Linked DNA regions of Sus scrofa: region 1 is linked to region 2. Evidence: chromatin contacts called from public Hi-C data. All regions are on one chromosome and are shown on one strand. The core of a region is the stretch at or near the end of the contact, and the rest is flanking DNA. Distances in the headings are between cores, read along the strand shown.

What was found. Hi-C and Micro-C count contacts between places; a contact is called where the count stands out from the background.
Region 1: a Hi-C map of liver shows a contact between it and region 2, with 5 times the contacts expected there. The contact joins the enhancer-like site here to the promoter of FAM109A in region 2. A contact is called at or near these places in 2 of 5 promoter capture datasets (fetal liver and fetal skeletal muscle), 31 of 47 Hi-C or Micro-C datasets (adipose tissue, alveolar macrophages, blood and 15 more) and 2 of 2 datasets of contacts at active chromatin or transcription factors (alveolar macrophages and skeletal muscle).

The regions. Positions count from the first base shown.
Region 1 is chr14:32,650,944-32,655,001 of Sscrofa11.1, forward strand. All of the region lies in intron 2 of SH2B3 (SH2B adapter protein 3), which reads left to right. Among named protein-coding and RNA genes, the nearest start is that of SH2B3, 30 kb to the left of the region's middle. Within about 2 kb of position 1,543, at least 23 of the 83 cell types and tissues checked have an H3K27ac peak or open chromatin away from gene starts, as enhancers often do. A contact at or near this core is called in adipose tissue, alveolar macrophages, fetal liver and 6 more, where this site is marked.
Region 2 is chr14:32,598,628-32,602,770 of Sscrofa11.1, forward strand. FAM109A (sesquipedalian-1) reads right to left here and starts at 2,081. Exons shown (of 3, transcript XM_013982887.2): 1 at 1,877-2,081.

The DNA.
Region 1 (4,058 bases), core at 293-2,792, 52 kb after region 2:
CCCCAGGCCCATCCCCACAGCTGGCTTATCCACACTCGCTATGGACCTGGGCTTCCACATCTCGGGAGGGGCTGTTGAGGGATCCTGTGTGTGTTGGTGGTGCTGTCTCTCTGTGGGGGTCTCTGTCTCTGGGAGTTTGTTCCTGGGGGAGGTTGATGCAGCATCTGAGAGGGGCTTTGTGTCCCTCTCACTGTGAGTCTGTGTGTGGGGGTGGTCTCCGTCACTCTGAGAGGGGACTTTGTGTCTGTGTCACTGCAAGTCTGTCCTGACATGTGAGGGGGGACTCTGATGGGCTGGAGGGGGAGCTCACTGTAGGTGGGGTTTTATTTTATTTTATTTTATTTTTTGCTATTTCTTGGCGTTCCCGCGGCATATGGAGTTTCCCAGACTAGGGGTCGAATCGGAGCTGTAGCTGCCAGCCTATGCCAGAGCCACAGCAACGCGGGATCCAAGCCGTGTCTGCAACCTACACCACAGCTCATGCCGGATTGTCAACCCACTGAGCAAGGGCAGGGACCGAACCCGCAACCTCATGGTTCCTAGTCGGATTCGTTAAGCACTGCGCCATGACAGGAACTCCATGTAGGTGGGCTTTTAGACGAGCCCCCAGCCCCTTTGTCTCCACATCTCTGGCCAACTTACCCCTCCCACATGGCCTCCTTCAGGCCTCTTAGGGTCTGACAGTAGGGGGCAGGCTTTCACCTTCACGCTCACTCAGGGTGTGATCTGGGGATGCCTCCTGCCCAGCGCGGGAGAGGAAAATGATGAGGCCTCTGTCTCTGAGCAGGCTGTCCCATCAGGTCTGTCTTACCATGTCAGCATCAGCCTTTCTCTTTCTGGCACTGGCCGGCTCACTTGCCGGGCCAGGGAAGCTGCCTCGATCCAGGTGGCTTTTATGGAAGCCTCTCCCATCCCTTTCCTGGTTCCCTGTGGGGAGAGGGAGCATGAGGTGGCAAGGGGCAGACCAAGGGGGAAGACCTGGCCCCTAGTGGACTGGGTGGATCTGGGAGCATCCAGGGCACTCAGGCAAGAGGCACTTACAGAAGCCCCAGGGCGCGTGGAGCAGGATGTTCCAGTATCACCTTCATTTTACAGATGAAAAAACAAAATGCAGAGAAGCGAAGTGATTTGCTGAGGGTCACACAGAGGAAGAGTGGCTGAGGCAGGCATTTGAAGGGTGTGTGTGTGGGGGGAGGGGGCTCTAGTTGGGGCAGAGGAAGGAAGTGACCTGTGGCCCGTAGTTCCAACATTTGTTCAGTCCTTGAAATTGGCTTGTTGCCTTCAGTTTGCCTCCAAGGGAGCCAGGCAGCCAGGGGGTGAGATAACTCGCCACACCCCCACATTGGCCTCTGCTCCCAGACATCTGAAGGCTGTGGATCCAGGCACCCACCCAGCTACTCACCCATCTATCTGAGAGACACTCTCCAAGTGCCTCCTCTAGGCTGGACCCAGGGCTGGGCCTCAGCTAGGAACAAGGCTTGGTGCCCTGTCCCCACCCCCAGAGGAACTCCCAGTCAGATGGTGGGGGCAGCTGCACCATCAGGAAATTATGGCCAGGCCTGATAAGCCCTGTGCCGAGGGAGAGGCATAGGAATCGTACTGACCACGACCTAGGGGTCAAAGAAGGCTCCCCAGAGCAGACCTGCAGTTGGGATCGGGCCTGGCTGTGGGACAGCATGAGCTGGGAGGGACAACCAGATGGAGGTGGTTGCTGTGGGCTCTGGGGCTGGGCAGACAAGGGTCTCAGCCTCAGCTCCATTCAGCTCCTCTCTCTGTGATCTCTGTGACTGGGGACAGGTGATTTTGCCTCTCGGGGCCTCCATTTCCCCATCTGTAAATGGATGGCTTAGATAAGTGTTCACGGGCTGGTAAATGCAGTAAAGGGGGTTTTGTGATGGTGACTGTGTGTATTTAGACACCGTGGTCAGGGAGGGCCTTCCTGAGGAGCTGACACTTGAGCTGAGACCTGAATCTGAGAAGAGTCAGATTTGTGAAGATGTGGAGGAACTGTCCTTTCAGACAGAGGGAACAGTAGGTGCAAAGGCCCTGAGGCGGGAGTATGCTTGATGACTTGAAGGAACGGTGGAGGCCAGTGTGGCTGGAAAAGTGAGGGAGGGCAGATGAGGCTGAGAAGGTCACGCAACATCTTGTGGGCCACAGTGAGGACCTGTGCTTCTATTCCCGGAAAGATGGGGGCCACGGGAGGGTTTGGAGCAGAAGAGGGGGATGGGAAGTAGGTAGATCCTGGATGTCTCTGGGAGTAGCACTGACAGGACTGATGGATGGCAACTCAATGTTGATGCTGCGCATCTCGGGGGGTTCAGGGTGTCTCTGACACCTCACTCTTAGTGGGGGCTCTGTGAGCACCCCCTTTGCCCCCAGGAGCTGCTCAGGACTGGAATGCAGTCCGCCTGGTTCCAGAGCCCTTGCCCTCAGCACCCACCATTCTGCCTGTGGGATGGCCTGTACTCTCCCTCCTTCAAGCCTCTTGTGCCTGGGGGAGGAGGAGTGGGGTGGCCTTGCTGCCCAGCATTCCCCTCAGATGGCAGTGGGTTTGAAATACACCCAGGCCTGTCTTATTTTTTTTTATTTTTTTATTTTTTTGCTATTTCTTGGGCCGCTCCCGCGGCATATGGAGTTTCCCAGGCTAGGGGTCTAATCGGAGCTGTAGCTGCCAGCCTACGCCAGAGCCACAGCAATGCGGGATCCGAGCCGTGTCTGCAACCTACACCACAGCTCACGGCAACGCCGGATCGTTAACCCACTGAGCAAGGGCAGGGACCGAACCCGCAACCTCATGGTTCCCAGTCGGATTCGTTAACCACTGAGCCACGACGGGAACTCCCCAGGCCTGTCTTAAATGTGGATCCCAGGCTGACTTTCCGTGGCTCTGGGCCTGCTGGTTGTGATGGGTGCTCTGTGTCGTGACCAGCCCCCCACCCCCACCCCCTAGAAATTCTCTTAGCCTTGGCTCATTTGTGAAGTGGGGATAAAACACTGGTTTCATGGGCTGCTGGGGGGTCATGGGAGGCGCCCACCACTGTTCTTCAGAGAGACAGATGGTCCAGAGTGGGATGCTGAGGGTTTTCTCACTAACACATCACCATAATTGATGTCGACGTCTGTTCTTTGCTCTGAGACAATGTCCTTCCTGCTTCCTTGGTTCTGGTACCTCCATTCCTCAATATGATGCTCTTTTCTGTGAAACTGGAAATTTCTGGAAATGGTGCTGGCTTGTGAATTCAATAGTCTGAAAGTGTCCTGGATGGAGAGCCCAGGCCCCAGTGCCTGGCACACAGCAGATGCTCATTACAGGCTGGTGTGCGGGGGCCTATTAGCACAATTTCTAGCCACAGCTGACACCCCTGCCACCTGGTGCATTTTGTGTACTTTCTGGTCTCTGGGTGTTGGCTTTTGCTGTACCTAGCCTCTAATGCCTTTTCCTCCACCTTCTCCACTCTGGAGAGTCCTCAGCAAACATTTATACCACTTCCTCTGTACCCTGTGGAAGACACACAGATGAAGGGAGCAGGAAGGCTGCCTTGGGCTTATGGTCTCGTAGTGGAGACAGCTATGAAAGGTGGAAGCTTCCTCCAGAGGAGCTATTTGCTTCTGAGCAGGGCAGGTATTCCTAAGACTGGGTTCCTGAGGCCCTGTGCTCATCCCCACCTGGTGCCATTTCCCCACATGGATCTCTCCAGACCCACCTGGAGCGCTCCACACCCTAACCCTAACCCTGTATTGCTCAATGCTCATGGCAGGTGGGGGCCCTGTTATCCCACCTTACAAAAGTGGGGCTAGGAGAGGCAAGTCACTTGTCCATGGAAGATGAGGCAGAGTTGGGACTTAAGGCTAGGACTGTCTACTTTCCAAAACCCAGGAGGAGGAGGTTGCTTGCGGTGGTCGTGCAGACCCCAGAGAGGTTTCTGAGCAGGACACTTGGCCAAAATCTGGGGAACATGTGTGTTTAGCAGGGTTCTCTGCTCCAGTTCTTCTCAGAGCCTTTAATGGACTGTTGTGCACATGATTCTCCAGGTACAAGAGGCTGCCTTCTCTTG
Region 2 (4,143 bases), core at 831-3,330:
TAGCCTCTTCACCAGTCTCCCTGCCTCCACCCTTGCCCCTCCTTTTGTCCATGTTCTTCAGGGTAAGATCATAACGCCTTCCTAGGCACCTCCCCTGCCCCCACAGAGGATCCATTCCTCACAGAGGGATCCTATTAAAACTAAACCAAATCATACCCTCTCTCCAACTCTAAAACCTCCCATGGCTCCCTACTTCTCTCAGCATAAAATTCATTCTTCCCCCCTGAATTCCAACTGCCCTTGCTCTCTCGCTTTCCCCTTTACTCACTTGTCTCTAGCCACCCTGGTCTCCCTGCTATTCCTCAAACACACCAGACATATTCCCACCTCAGGGCCTTTGCCCTGGCTATTCCCTCTGCCTAGAATGCCTTTCCCATATCTCATGTGGCCAACTCCTCATCCTTCAGTTTCAGCTTGACTATCACCTCCTCAAGAAGGCGCCCCCCAGTCACTGCCTGAAATCACCTGGGTCATTTTTGCCTGTTCTAGGAGGGCAGGGTTCTTTGTCTGAATTCTAGTGCCTAGCATGTAGTTGGTGCTCAAATACCTGTAGAACGAATCGAAAGGTTGTCTACTTAAATCTCTCAGCAGGCCCATGAGAAGTCATTCCCCATCCCACATTCATAGATGTGGAAACTGAGACAAAGAGAGCTAAGCAACTTACCCGAAGGTACAATTCTGTGCCTAGAATTGCATGCTGTGGGCAACCAGCCCAAAGGAACTGTTCTTGGAGCCTCACCACCTCTTAAGGCCAAAGGAAAAGCAATTTCCCTCATACTCAGCAGCTCCCCTTCTACCACCCCCACCACCTGGAGCCCAAAGTCACCAGCCAGCACAGGACCCCTCTGCCGATGGCCCTGGTTCCTCCTGCCCAACAAGAAAGGCGGGGAAGGCAGGAGGCAGCAGGGACACAGGCTCCAGCCTCTGGGAGGGCCTGGCAAGCTGGCTTATCTCCCTGTGCTCATACAGTTTTCCAAGAAGTTCAGAGTCCGCTGTGAGCACTGCTGCTGATTCAACAGTCCCTGGCCAGGCAGGAAGCTGGAGGGGACCGACCCAGCCCCTCTCTGATCCCAGGGCTAAGTTCTTGCCTCTGCCAGTCCAGGCTAGAGGACCTTGAGAACACAGCCTCATCTATAAAGTGAGAATATTAATATCCACCCCTCTTGGAATTGAATAAATTAGTCCTGAAGAGCCATCTTGCAAAATGCTGAGCAGGTAGTAAACATTCAGTCAAGGAATTGTCCAAAAGAAAATAATTAGCTCCAGGCCTCCAGGGATACAGACTGCCTAGAACTGAGGCATGGCATTTTGATGCTCATTTCAAGGAAAGAAGCCAAAACCACTGGGCCTGGGATTGGATCCAGCTGCCACAAGTGTCCCCTAGCAGTGGGCATGTTAGAGAGGGTGTGGCAGGTATGGCTGGAAAACGTGTTGAGAACCCCGAAGAGCTCCTGCGCAGCACTGCCTTGGGCAGCGGCCACAAGCACTCCAGGTAGGACGGCCATCCCAGGCCATTGCTCCTAGCTGCTCTCTCTCCTTTTGTACGTGGTGTGTTCCTTAAAGGACAGCCAGAGTCCTAAATGGGGTGGTCAACGCCAGAATGTAGGAGTCAAGTGGAGCTCTCCTCCCCAGAGTTCCCCCAGAGGTCTCTTATTGGGCAGGAGAGTCATCAGCCAAGTTTGCCCCCTGCAGCTGGGGTCCCTGATGGGCAAATTACCACTGGCGTGGAACTGCAAATGGACAGATCCCCAGCAGAGGTCTCCCCAGAAGGCCGGAGGACCCCGAGGCCCACGGCGGCCCGAGCCCGGTCCCGCGTCCCCTCTCAGGTCCGCCCGAAAGCTCTCACCCCACCCCCACTACGCCAGGCTGGCCTTACCTCGCGGCGCGGCCTAGGGCGACGGCGACGGCCGGACTAGAGGCGCGGAGCCAGGGGACCGCCCGGCCATGGTCTGGGACTTGCTCGGTGGCCGCAGCCGCGGTGGCGCTTTGTTTCCCGGGCGGCCGAGCCGGCGCAGCCGCGGGAGAGCGGGGATCCGACCGAAGGAGGCGGAGGCAGCCGGACAGTCCGCGACCCACCGACGCGCCTCTTTAACCCTTCCCAACCCGCGGGTGCTGGGTCGGCCGCGAGTTCGTCCCCTACTCCCGGATTGGCCAGCCCAGATCCGGCGCACCCCCTGGATTCGCCACGCCCCTGTGGGACCGCCCCTGAAACCACTCTTAAAGGAACCGCAACTGGCTCAGGAATGCCCTGTTGGAAGAAAGGTTGGATCCCTGAGACACAACACGCTTCCAGGGTAGATATAGGGGGCGGATTCGTCCAGAAAAAGCATCGGGGTCCTGGGCGTGACCATTCGCTGAAGCCCTAGCCTTGAGTTCGAGCTCCTCCCTGGCTAGGGTTGCCAGATATAGCAAATTTAACACCAGCTCAATTTTAAATATAACTGCCAAAAACGTGTGATTTATTGAAAAAAGCTGATTACGGGACATTTCGGGCATCACGGCAAAGTCAACATAGGACTCTTCTATATGAACAGGATGCCTTGCAACCCTACCCCCGGCCCGAGGTGAAGAGGGAAATTTCTGGAGTTGGGCAGGGTTGGGCTCAAGTCCCAGTAAGCCTTTTAGTCACTGTGAGGCCTTAGAAAAATCAATCCATTTTTCTAGCCCTGTTTCCTTATCTTTCAAATAGAGACAACCATGGTATATAAAGGGCATGGCACACAGTAGATGCTATTAATAAATAGGGATTTTTATTCTTTTTGTTCCATCCAAAATAACACAGTTCTATCTCTCTAGAGCTGTCTTTGTTTGCTGCTCTTGCAGCCTTCCTTCTGGGACTCAGTTACTGTTCAGCCCTGGCCTGAAAGCAGGAGAGAAACAGGACAGACCAGCATCATCTATTCATTCTACAGTCCCTCACTAAGCACCTGTGTAAGACTGAGTTGGTCAACAAACAATTGAGATATAGAAGTGATTCTTGCTAGGAAGACTATAAGCCACAGGAGTAGGAAAGAAAGACTGGGAGTACAATTTTAGACAAGGTGGTCAGGGAAACTGCTCTAAGGAGCAGAGACTTCAAAGAAGTGAAGGAGGGAGCCATGTAGATATCCGAAGGAAGGGTGTCCCATGCAGAGGGAAGAGCAAGGGCAAAGGTCCTGAGGTGGGACCACACGAGCATGTCTGTAAAACGGAAGGGGCCAGTGGGGCTGGAGCCAAGTGAGCAAAGGGAATAATAGTAGGAAATGAGGTTAGAGAATATTGGCAAAGCCAGGTTACTCAGGGTCTTGTGTGTCATGGCAAAGATTTTGCTTTTTCTCTGGAAGGAATGGGAGCCATGGGAGGGTTTTGAGCAGAGGAGGGACATGCTATCTTAGGTTCGACATGGTTCCTGGCTGTAAGAAGCAAGGGTAGAACCCAGGAGACCAGGGAGGAGGCTGTTGCAGTAGGCAAGTGATGATGAATGATGTATGTGATGATGGTGGCTTCGAGCAGAGTGGAGGCAGTGGAGGTGGAGGGAAGTGGTTGAATTTGAGAGCCTGCCTGATAGTGAAGACCCCTGACTATGGAAAGAGAGAGAGATATGACGTATCTGATATCAGTTGAGCCTGTGGATCCAGCTGTACCTGATGGTGCCATAATTTCTTTTTTTCTTTTGTCTTTTTTTTTTTTTTTTTTTTTTTGTCTTTTTTTAGCTATTTCTTGGGCCACTCCCATGGCATATGGAGGTTCCCAGGCTAGGGGTCGAATCAGAGCTGTAGCCACCGGCCTACGCCAGAGCCACAGCAACATGGAATCCGAGCCGCGTCTGCAACCTACACCACAGCTCACGGCAACGCCGAATCATTAACCCACTGAGCAAGGGCAGGGATCAAACCCGCAACCTCATGGTTCCTAGTCGGATTCGTTAACCACTGTGCCACAATGGGAACTCCATGATGGTGCCATAATTTCTTGAACAGGAAAGGCAAACTGGAATTTCCCCAAATCTAGATGTTCACCAAATAAGGAAAATGCCAGGCATATGAACATTTGGGTCTTGGCATGGGGAATATCTGCCAGAGATTCTGTGAGTCTTAACTCTCAGAGCCCCTTATGTTGGAGTCAAGGGTTGGCATGGATGAAAAAGGCAGAAATGTGAAAGCA